Regions from separate parts of the Columba livia genome. Here region 1 is linked to region 2. Evidence: chromatin contacts called from public Hi-C data. All regions are on one chromosome and are shown on one strand. Each heading gives the region's core, a stretch centred on a gene start, on an enhancer-like site or on the middle of the called end of the contact. The rest is flanking DNA. Distances are from core to core; before and after follow the strand shown.

Region 1 (6,058 bases), core at 2,789-5,288, 230 kb after region 2:
CAGTGTGGGAGGGGACAGAGGTCCAACTTAAAAACCACCAACATTCTTTACGTGGCAACAAAAGCAAAGACCTGTCAGCACTCTGGCACCTACATCTAGAAGGTTCCAAACCTCAGCTCATCTGAAGCTTAACCTAGCAAGCCTCTCTTGATGCCTTTGCTTTCAAAGGTAAATCCCGTTTCTGCCCCCAAGTCTCCTTCAGGGTATGCCTAGGAGGACTGCACCCTCGGCAGGGATGAAGCATTTGGTGCTTTCAACAAGATGCAGACATTCTTCTGTCCTGCCTCAAAGGCTCAATTACACAGGGCTACTTTAAGGCCTAAAAGAGTAAGCTCTTTAGAAAACAGCTGAGGTTTTTGGCTAGGTTGTTGGGTTTTTTTTTCCCCCAATCCAGTCACTCTATTGTGCAAGAACTTAGTGGTTAAAGAAATCAAAACTTGTGTGACAAATACAAAAAAAATCAAATTCACACCAGTCTTAGGAGGGGATCACATCATCAGGATGACTTTGGTGTGGGATGGTATGAGTAGCTTTCTAACCATCTTACAGAGGCTGCTCCGTTTATGCAAGTCCAAGGCACAGAGGTTAGGAAATCCATCCACAAGAAGAAGGGAAGTGCCGGTCTCCACTCCAAAGGTTTTTTAATATAAAATACATTAACTGAACACAAAAGTAGCCCACATTTTTCACTAGAGAGAATGAAAAAATAATTAAGAAAAAAGACATTGTCCCCTCCAAGCACATTTTGAATGAAAGGCTTCAACTCTACCCTTTCCTTCTTTTAGACAAAAAACAAAAACAAACAAACAAAAACTTAAAAAATTGACCACCCTAAAGCCTGGACGTGGAAGATGTAATTTCTTTCTACTACAGTTTTTATGCCTAGGTCCAGGATGAGAAGCTTTGCACTTCTCGATATTTTCTCCTTTTATTATTTACACAGTTACCAATGAGACAGCTTCTACATTATGTGCTTTAGCCCCATTCATGCCTGCTCAGCTCCTACCAGGCCAGAGCATGGCACACCCGGCTATGGATTCTACCACTGTTGCCAGGGGCCAAAAACTTGAGTGAAGCTGCACCTTACACTGCAATATCTAAAGAGCTCCATAGATCCCATTAGAAAGGTTTCAAGTGGAGAATCAAAATAAGTAAATGCTTACATTAGCTCTACCACTACTCTAATAAATAAAGGAGAAAAAAAAAAAAAAAAAAATCACCCTTACAGAAAACAACATTGTTTATACAACCAGGTCTGTAATTAACATGCAAATTACTTACTCAAACAAATTAAGAACTATCCTCTCCCGGTTTTTGTAATTTTATAGACTGAACATGGCAGAGACTTCAATTTATTAAAAGTCAAGTTCTTCTGTAAGCAACTCTGCTTCCATTACATGGAAATAGTGGGCAAGTAATAAGGACTACATGAAGTCATACGCACACAGAAATTTACTACAGTAGGTTTTCTGCTTGTGCATTTAAGACAGTTTGTGTTTTTGTTTTACACCAGGGTCTGACACTAAGTTAATAAGCCTTTTATTGAGATTCAGAAGCTATTACATTACACGCGTCTTGCTCTACTTGCATTTGCTAACCTATGCTGAGGCCTAGGATTAAATTTTACGCTTCACTGACAGAAAATAGAATCCTAAATCACCAATCCACACATAATTGTTAATTTCCCCACTTGTTTCTTGTGGTCACAATACCTATGTTCTTCCTTACCACAGACTTACTTTAAACTTTCATATTTTTAAACGTAGCACTGAACTTCAACTCAGGCCTATGAAATGCCTCGTTTTCTTTTAATTATCCTTACTACACTCTCCCTATTACCTAGGCTAGTAAAGGTTTACTAAATTTTGTACAGAATGATAACAAACTATACTATCAAAGCAAGTATCATGGTCACAGACCTCTTGAAACAATAATAAAACCTCCTACTAATACGAATAATAAACAGCAGAAGGTTCTAGTAGATTAAGTACCAGACTCATACTCAGAAAAACTCATATCTTTCCAATTTTATTCTCACCCAGTCTTCTAGATGACCTTGGGTAAATCACTATCCTCACACTGCAGTTTCCCCAGCACTAAAAATTAATCAAACTGAGTTGCAAATCTGTCTGAAAACCCCAAATGAAATGCACCATAAGAATTAAAAATATATTTCCCTGTCTACAGATATATTTGCCTGCATAGCTTTTCTTTATCCCATTACACATCAGCAACAGTGTAAGATTGCTTTTACTTTCTAAATACACTCTAGTGGTTCTTCAAGAAAGGCTTTACACTACTGCCTTACTTTTTATCACATGCTTGATCTATTTCTGCTACCTATCTACTTTGAAGGACGAAGAGCTTGTATCTAGCAATACACAGTTAACACTTACTTTAATACACTACATCAAAAGCTGCTGTTGAATACATTCCTAAGCTACAAGGGGAAAATAAAACAGGACATATCAGAACAGAGAGCAAATTATCATCGAGAAGCAACTCATTCTCTAGTCTCTTGCTCACATAAGTAATCTTCTAAATAATCATGCAAGTATTTGCTTCCACAACCTGCCATGGGAACCAGTCATCAGCAGATTTTTACTGAAAATACACGCATTAATGAACCAAACTGCATCAAAGCAATACAAGAAGATTCTTCTTCTTACACAGCACTAGACTCAATAAACACTTCTTTTCATTTAACAGGAGACTGACATTTATTAGCAAAGAACACTGTCTAACTGTGGAACACTTTGCTCACTTGCTTTCTTCTCATTTCTGGGTTGGTTTGTTTGGGTTTTTTAGAAAAACTATGCCATTATGAGATGCCTTTTCACCTTTCCTATTCCAAAATATAAGGCTTAAACAAGAGTTCTTAAAAGCTCTTGGCTTTGCTAGTGTTTGGGGGTGGGGGAAAGTCCACCAAAAAAAAAAAAAAAGCACTTATTCATAAGTAATTTTTCTAAACAGAGTTTGCAGATAAAGTTGCCATTTCCAGCATCATGCCATATAAACCTGCTTTGATTGACAAAAATCTTGAACTATGACATACTTAACTTGCAGCTGTTTTCCTGATCAATGAATTACTACAACACACCGAAAAGTGGACTGTATATGTTGATCAGCAGAATAAAGAAAAAATATTCCTGTACTGTCAATAGACAACTTCTTGAGCCTTACTAACGGAGCCGATTAAAAAAAAAAAAAAAAAAAAAACGAGAAGACAGACCTTCCACACCACAGACGTGGAACGTGACAAATCCAGCTATTTCCCGAAATATTGCAAAACCGATCATAAAAGGGCATCTTGCAGACGTAGCGAGAGGAAATCACCGCGCATCCCAGAGAGAAAAAGCACTTGCATCTCGGATCCCCGCGCACTCCCGAGGAGGGCACACGAGCCCGGGCGACTCCGGTGCCGGCGGGGGAAGGACGGGGCAGCCGCTCTGTGCCGGGAGCGGAGCCCAGGCGGGGCCCCCCCGCCGCGGAGCGCAGCCCCGGCCCCCCCGCCACCCGCCCTACTCTCCCCTCCCACACCAACTTCCCCCGGCCCGGGACGTGGCCGGCCGCAGTTGGGCAGGGAGCGACGTGACGAGGCTGAAACCGGTCTGAAGTCCACAAAGAAGCCATCTGCCTCCGGGAAACGTGCTAGTGGGGAAAGAAGAAGCCCGGGGGAGCTTCACCGCGCCTGCAAACGAGCACCTCCCCGCCGCCCCCGCCCTGAGGACCGGGCAGCGCCGCCCCGAGCCGCCCCGCCGCCGGGACACGGAGCGGGCGCACCTTCACCGCCTGCCCCGCGCGGTCTCCAGGCTGGGTTCTTACCTTCCTCCCGCCGCCGCCGCCGGCCAGCGCGGCGCTGCCGCCCGAGTACATGTAGTAGGCGATGCCCAGCACCCAGAGGAAGGCGAAGCAGAGCAGCAGCCGAGACCTGCGCCGCATCCTCCCTCCCGCGCCGCCGCCAGGCCACCAGGAAACGGCCAGCAGCAGCAGCCTCCGCTCCTGCCGCCGCCGCCGCCGCGCAGGGTCAGGGGGCAGAGGGCGAACGCCCGCCCCCCGACCAATCCCGCGCCGCCCGGCCCCACGGGGGGCGGAGCGGGGCGGAGCGGGGCGACCAGCGTCGCCATGGCTGCAGCACGCCGGGCCGCCGCCCCCTCCCGCCCGGGCCGGGGGCTGCGCGCCCCCCGCGGCGGCGGGACGGCCCGACCTCGCCCGCCCGTCCCTCCCTCCCTCCCGCGCCCGGTGCCCCGGCCCCGCGCCGCCCTGCCGACCGCCGCCGCGCTCCCCAGCGCCTGCCTGAGGGGCGCGCGCTGCCGCCGCCCGATGAGGCGGTTGCCGCGCCTCGTGGCCAACGGCCGGGACGTGACGGGCAAGCGCGGGGCCGCCCCGGCTGCGCCTGCCGAAGGGCGGGCGGGTCAGCAGCCGGCCCGCGCCCGGAGCGGCGGCTGGCGGGTGCCGCGGGGCCGTGGGGTTTCGGAGCTGCTCGGGCGCCCGGCCCGCCGCCTCCCACCCCCGCCTGCCTCCGGCCGAAAGTGTCTGTGACCGCACTTCTGCGGGCTGGGGCATGGGCAGCGCCGGGAGCGGCCCCTCTGACGTGAGGGGTGATCCCGGCTGCGGCTGCACCCCGTTCAGCGCACTCTCCATACTGCGCCACTGGTGGGTTGAGCACGCCTCAGCCCATATTGGCTCGTTATATAGGGATCCCAGCTGCACAGAAGCTCCAAGCTGGCCACCAGAAGTCGTTTCTGTGTCTCCCTGGTGTTCCCACTGAACAGCAGGGAACGAACAATCTGCTTTGTGAAGGTGGTGTCCTTGCGGTCACTTGGGGCAGGTGGTGAGGCTGGTCTTCATTAAATCTCAAAGGTGAGAAAGCAAAGTCATGCTGGATGATGTCCAGTGTTCTCTGCGTGACAGGTATCCACATCTCATTTGATAAGTCTCTGCCTTACATTATTTAAGAGATTCTTGTGTGGCCTTGTGGGAGACATCAAGGTCTTGACAACCCCACCTTCCCACTGAGGTCACGCATCTGCTCCCTCACCCTTCTGAGGTCACTGCATTACTCGGACAGCAGCACCCAGTCTGGAAGCACGGTTGCCCCCACACAGGCCTAAGGGGGCCTCCAGAGGACTCTTCCCAGGTTGACCCAAGTGGGCTTCTACTCTTAGAGGCTGATCTGTCGATATGAGGTCATGGCCTGGTAAAATTACCTTTCTTTCTGCTTACCCAGTTCCACCATTAAACACCCCAGGACAGACACTACACTGCTGCTAGCCCTCAGTGTGGTTCACTGACTTGTGCGTGCACAGTTCATGCTGTCCTTTTTCCACACCACTGACTTTCCTCTTGTCCAACATTTGCTGCTGTCTCATTCTACTCCGAGATATCAAAAAATGAGAGCACAAAACTGAGACACATTCCCTAGCAATTAAAAAGCACCTTTATTTCAGAGCCACGGTATCCACTCAAAGCAGAACATTCCTGGGTTTTAAAGGTTTTCTCTGTCATCTCACCATTGGTTTGTTTGTTGTTTTTTTTTTTTTTTTTTAATATGCTGGTTTACTGCTGCCCATTCTGACTGCACTGCATGATTTTGTGCTCCTTCTGTCTATACCTATGTCAGACCTCTGCCAGTCAAGCCGCACTGGTGGCTACAGAGCCTCTGTAGAAGACTGCTCACCAAGCTGTGCCAGGCTGAGGCAGGGGTCTGGCAGAAATTCTGTTGCATGAGCAGGAGAAGAGCCAGCCGCTGAAAGAAGTGGCATCAAAAGCTCACCTGCTCACCAGCACAGTGACTCCGCTGACAGTCTCGTCAAGAAGTTGATTCATGTCAGCGTTGGCACAGCCTGGGCAGAAGTTGTCTGGCATGCAAAGATTTCAGTGAACAACTGCATACCTTCCCAGCTGCCAGAGCCCTGATGGAGAGACAGGACAGGTGAAAAGACAAAGGAAGAAACCCCAAATAAGCATTTGTATAGAGAGTGTAAAATAGAGATCTCTTCACATAATATGACTCCTTCAATAAGCTCAGCATTACGATTCTTGGTTTTGGAGGGAG
Region 2 (5,911 bases), core at 1,858-4,357:
ATCAACAGGATCCTGTAAAAATGAAGTCAGTCAACCAAAATGTCAATAGTTATTTTTAGAAGCACAAAATCCTGCACTGTGTGCCTCTAGACAGTCTAGAACTTTTTGAATATCTTTTTCACTGGGTTAATGGTAAAAACAAAGTCATTCTAAACAAGATCTTTTCAAGGTAATAATTTATCTATTGTACCTTTTTTCTTCTAATATCTTCTTGTTTAGCCATCCGGTCATCTACTGCTTGAATTCCTTCACTGACACATGACTTAAGACTCTGTAAGGGAGAAAGTCAGCATGTAAAGCTGGCTTCCCACTTAAGGTTTAAAAAACCTTAACTCAAACATCTAAACTTAAAACAGGACACAGATTAATTAAAATATAGGACTAATAAAAGCTACAGCACATCAACTGCCCTCTAAGTGAAAAAGCCAGAAATAAAATTAAATAACTGAAAGTATAATCAACTCTTTAAGTACTGCCACCACAGCTTAATTTCAACCAGAAGTGTTCTTTTAGTACCTTACAGAGAACAAACCGCCTTCCACCCAGAAACAGACAATAAAACCAATATGATCTTAATAAATCAGACTTAAGTAGCATTGTTCACATAACCGATATTTCTCTGCTACCTGAACCTACTTTGAGTTTTAGACATCAAGGCTCTGATATTTTGAAGGCACATTTGGGCAGCAAACATCCGTTTGAACTGTCTGCCAAGATGATAAACAATTGCCCCTTGCTAAAGACCAAGTCACTGTGGAAGAGCCAGAACAAGACCCACCAGAGGGTGGTCTTTTCTGGTTAAGCCACAGGACTAAGCAAAAAAAAAAAGTCCTTAACAGGACTGTGTTGCATTTGAGTTATTTACTACCATCTTTAATTACTCATATATTAAAACAGTTTCAATATTTCTCCATAGACTAGTCTTCACAGAAGTCCACGTTTAAGGAGTCCTTTATCTCTTGCCTGAAATTTACTGCTGCTACAACTGCTTCAAAAAACACAGTGCCTCTTTTACTATCACTCTAAGTCATCAGTTTTCAAAGAGAAGGTTATTATAATAATGATTAACATGAGTAAAAGACAGTCTGTACATCATATGAAAGTGAGTTGAAGTTTACCAAGCTGTGTATAATGATTGTTTTGAGCATACCATAACTTCTTCCCTTAACTGTCCCAAGGGTACTGCAAGCTGATTAAGAGCCTTGTCCATGCCAACCTAAAGAAATTATCAGAAAAATATTATGACTTTTTTGTTAAATCCCTATGTGAATTAATGACAAAGACTATCATTTTACAGACACTAAAAGAGAACTGAGAAAAGACACCTCCCTTTACAGTCTCCAGTTCTAAATGCAATGCAAAAATACAGTACCTCAAATATAGGCATAAAAACATCAGGCTGCCTGTCACGCAATGCGAAAACTTTAAGAACCTGTATAATTGGAACTTGGATGAACGGGAGTGAAATAGTAGGAGACACAGAGGACAAGACATTTTAATATGAAAGTGATTACAATTTTCAGTCAAGTAGGTTGGTTGGGTTTTTTTAAGATGTATTGACTGTACAGTAAGTACAGTATTGACTGTTTATAGATTCCTAAAATAATTCTTCAGAATGGCCTTATTTGTATCATTGCTATTGTATTTTAATTATTTATTTCCTTCCATTTTGCAACTACTGTCAGTTTGAAAAACAAGCTGACCTTGAGTCTAACTTTCTAATGAATTAGTTTTTCCAAGACAAAAAGCATACATCTAAAACACTTTCTACAGGCCAACAGCAATTCTGTGCAGTAGCTAAGTTCTACAGGAATGGTCTTTCAGCTTCTCTCAGTGCAAGGGATCACAGTTTAAGATGTCTTAAATATAATAATGCTAAAAGAAAAGCCATATACCTTTCATATGAAAAATAAAATACCCACTGAACCACATTAAGTCTGAAGTACACAGTACAATTTAGTAACACTTACTAGATTTGTTGAAAGATTAACAAAATCTGCATAGTCCTTATTTATGAGTTCTACCATGGCAGTTTTAAGGAGCTTGTAATAGAGCTCCAGATCCTCTCTGAGCTCTTCCAACTGCACACGTTTCCTGCAGTCTGATACAAAGTGATCGACATCAAAATCCGGCTGAAAATGAAACAGGAAAGAGAGAAGGCTGTAAGTCAAAAGTTCAAGCCAGAAATATGTCCCACCCCCAAAACAAAGTATTCCGTATGCCAGGGAGCCCACCAAACTGAAGCGCTAGGGGGCAAAAAGGCTACTTAACGGAGTAGTTTCCAGTGTTCCTAAGTCTTGGTTTTTAACATAAATCCACAGCACACAAGGTTGTGGGTCAGAGTACCAAAACCACTCTCTCCGAAATACGAGAGGTTATGTTACCTGCATACACTTTAAAAAGCATACAAACAAACCAATCAACCGACAACAAAACGATACCAAAACGAACAACCAAAGAGAAACCAAAATACAGTGTTAAGAACTGCTTTAAGCTCTCCAAGCAATGAGGCCCGAATGCTGGTTTTCAGTCTATCTGCAGCCTGGCTTCCAAGCCACGCACAGCAGGGTTCGGAGGCAGTCCGACCGGGGCCTGCCCTCGGCGCTCACAGCGGCATCCGGCCCGGGACAGGGAACTCAGGTCAGCCGGTTGCAAACTCGCCGGCCCGCTCCCCGGGCAGGCCTGGGCCCGGCCGCACTCAGGCTCCAGCCCCGCTGGGACACAGCCGCGGAGGTGGAAGCAGTCCAGTTCTGCTCAACGCCCGAGTCGTCCCTTCAGTGACACACACAGGGGCGCTCTGCCCGGGGAAGAAGCCGTGGCGGGGGGCAAAGATCCCGACCAAGGCTTCGGGCCCCTCTCACCGCCCGAGGAATCCTCTCCCCCACACCCCGGAGGGCCCCGGGGCACACCGCGCACACCCACCTTCATGAACTCGTCCTTGTCAAAGCAGAGGTTCTCGGGGCCCCGCGGCAGGTTCATCTTCTTCGCCTCCATGACCAGCCCAGCCCAGCCCGGCCCGGCCCGGCCCGGCCCGCCAGGCCCGACGCGGCGGCAGGACCCGCCGCTGCCACAGCAACACCGCCCCCGCCAGCACGGCACCACAGAGGCAGCCCGGAACCTGCGCCAAGAGAGGCGCAGAGTTCGCTCACCGCCGCGACAGCGCCCCCTGGAGGGCTCCGAGCGCCCCTTACAGGCGGCAATAGGCGAGGGGGACGGCGGGAATCTCAAAATGGCACGGGGGGCGGCAAGGGAGGGGTGGATGTGTGTGCGCCGAGCACGGGCCTTTAAAGCTGTCCTGCCCAGCCTCCTCGGAGGAATTTCTCTGGTTCGTGTCGCTTTGTGAAGTCAGGGGCTGGGCTGCTGAAGTGCCTGATGCCACATGGCAGCCCTCAGTGCATCAAACTGTCCTGATCAGATGAAGCTGCAGGAACTGGCATCAGGGCCCATGGCACAAGCTGTGGAAACCCGGGGCTGCAGGGGTGGGAAGGCGACGGTATCGTGCAGGCCCCCAACCCTGAGCCGGTGGCCAAGGTCCATGTCCCCTTGAGGTTTGGGTACTGCCCCTCAGCCTCTCTGGGCAAGTTGTGCCAGGGTCTGACCACTCTTGACAGCAAAAAAAGCTTTTCCTTATATTTAAATTTATCGTAGTTTGTGCCCATGTGGTCCCAAGTAACAGGAAACAAGTCAGAGTGTGATTTATCGCCTCCATCCTTCTGCTTTTCACCAGGGTCTTCTGTGAGGGTCTTCTTTCCTTCAAAAATCTACTGCTCACAGTCACTCATGTAGGAAACTATTACCTTGCCAATATAATAGGCCCAGGCAGGATCTCTCAGCAAAGTGTATTTTATTGATGATTTTGCAAGACCAGGTGTTCTACCTAAGGGCAGACACATGGAGTAGGGCAAAAAGCCCCTGCTTTATATCCCCCCAAAATCCCAGCCACAAATTCCCTTCCCTCTTCCCCACTGGCTGGGTACTTCAGGGTTTACAGACTACCCGACGCCTGCCTCAGTTCACCTATCTCATTCATCTAATTCTAACAACCTTCTCCCCTTATTGATTTATTTAAAATATGGATTCCTGGCTCTTTGGTTAGCCTTCCCCCTAGCTTAATTTTTTAAATGCAGTAATCAGTTTGCATTCCGGGATTAGTTTGAAGAGACTTTGCTTTACATTAAGGATTCATAGTCTGATGTCTCTCAGTCCTTCCCCCCCTGCTGAGGCCAGGTGACAGGTCCCCAGTTTTGTAAAAACAACATTCCTCCTTCAATGGCTCCTTACAACTTATGCCTTAGTGAAAAAAAATTCAGCTCTAAAAACCTCCCTGCTATCACTTGCATTTCTGTTTGCCACCTTAGGATGGAAGACGGCAATGGGTCTCATTCCTCACATGTACATTTTACGGCTTTAATTTTGCCCTGATGAGCTCAGGTGAGGAGCGAGCCCAGCGCCTCACCAAACAGGTGTGAGGATGCATCGTCTGGAGCTCTGCTGGTTGCTCTGTGGCCAGGGCTGGAGAAGAGTCCCTGGGCTTGATGGATGTGTTTGGGTAGTGCTGCAGCAGCATGCTGGGCTGGAGACCCCCAGAGGTCCTGGGCAGGCAGTGTTTTGGCAGGACTGACCTGTATGTCCCCACCTAACTCTGGCAGTACCGAGAGCCCGGCTGGCCCATGACCAGCAGTGATTCATGCCAGTGATCCACGGCTAGTATGTGAGTTTGTTAGAACTTGCCTGAGTTATTAGAAGTACAAAGAGCCAAGCAGTTCAGTGCTGATCTTGGTGGGCATGTGCAGCTGCTGGCCGGCTCCTTGCATGCTAATTGCCTCTGCTTTCTTTCACCCTCTCCCTTTGGAAAGCTCTTCAAGACTGACATATTTCATGGTGTCCAGCCCTCTCAGAGATCTCAAGTGTTAGCAGGCATGGTTTATAGTTGCCACGTGTTCTCAGCTAGAGAGCAGAAAAGATACACCCACCACATAAAACCACACTGGCACTATTTTGCAATAGCTATCACTATATGACTGTATGTATCAGATCAAAAAGGTTTTCTTATGTTATGATATTTAAAATGTCTATGTTCTGGTACAGGAACAAAGCCATATTACTGCTCAGCTATCTTTTTACTTTAACGAGCTGGATGCTTGAAATAAAAATTCTAACTAGTTTCTGATGTTAACTCCATAATAAAGTAATTATACCTAAAGTCTTAAGTATTAGCTAAGACTTATGTTGTTCTAAAACGACCTACAGTTGCCATTTATGTGTTTTTTTACAAAGTTCTAATTATGAAGTTCCTTGAGAAAATAAAAAGCATGCTTCCACTTGAACTTGTTCATTGATGAGCCTTTACACTCTTCGTATTTATTGATGTCATTGTCAATTAAGTATGAAGTTTGTGAGATTTAATAATTTGCAAATGGAAACTGCGACATCTCAATTACAGGAAGTTAGCAGTAAAACTAGAGCTGGGGCTCATGGGATATTTCCACATGCTGTCCCTGAACAGCCAAGTTCACCTGGGGCAGTGGTGCACAAAATAAAGTTTCTCCGAAACAGAAGATGCTAGCAAAGCAATGAGGGAATTAGGCATTCCAAAGAGTTGTATGCAGCTCTCTTTATTTCCAATATTTTTGTATTAGGATTACTTAGTCCATTTTTACTACAAGCCCCTTCATCCCTTTGCTTTCCTGACTCTCGTCACTGACATTCCAAGATTTCCAGGCTTATAAAATACAGTTTTAAACTCTTTTTCCTGTCATCCTTTCCCAAGCATGAAGACATGACATTTAATAATTTCTTGTGAAAACTAATCACTATTTTATCTGCAGTTTTTGGATAACATACTGTTAATAGACCCATTAGATGAATGAAGAGAGAACACCTGAAAGTTTGTCTCAGTATTATTGTTATT

The links. A called contact is a pair of places that touch in the nucleus more often than the background predicts.
Region 1: a Hi-C map of liver shows a contact between it and region 2, with 2.1 times the contacts expected there. The contact joins the promoter of GALNT2 here to the promoter of COG2 in region 2. A contact is called at or near these places in 2 of 2 Hi-C or Micro-C datasets (crop and liver).

The regions. Positions count from the first base shown.
Region 1 is chr3:76,698,144-76,704,201 of bColLiv1.pat.W.v2, forward strand. It overlaps GALNT2 (polypeptide N-acetylgalactosaminyltransferase 2), which reads right to left and starts at 4,039. Exons shown (of 16, transcript XM_065057735.1): 1 at 3,826-4,039. The coding sequence starts at 3,942.
Region 2 is chr3:76,466,206-76,472,116 of bColLiv1.pat.W.v2, forward strand. It overlaps COG2 (component of oligomeric golgi complex 2), which reads right to left and starts at 3,108. Exons shown (of 18, transcript XM_005508630.3): 1 at 2,923-3,108; 2 at 1,971-2,132; 3 at 1,151-1,216; 4 at 191-271. The coding sequence starts at 2,994.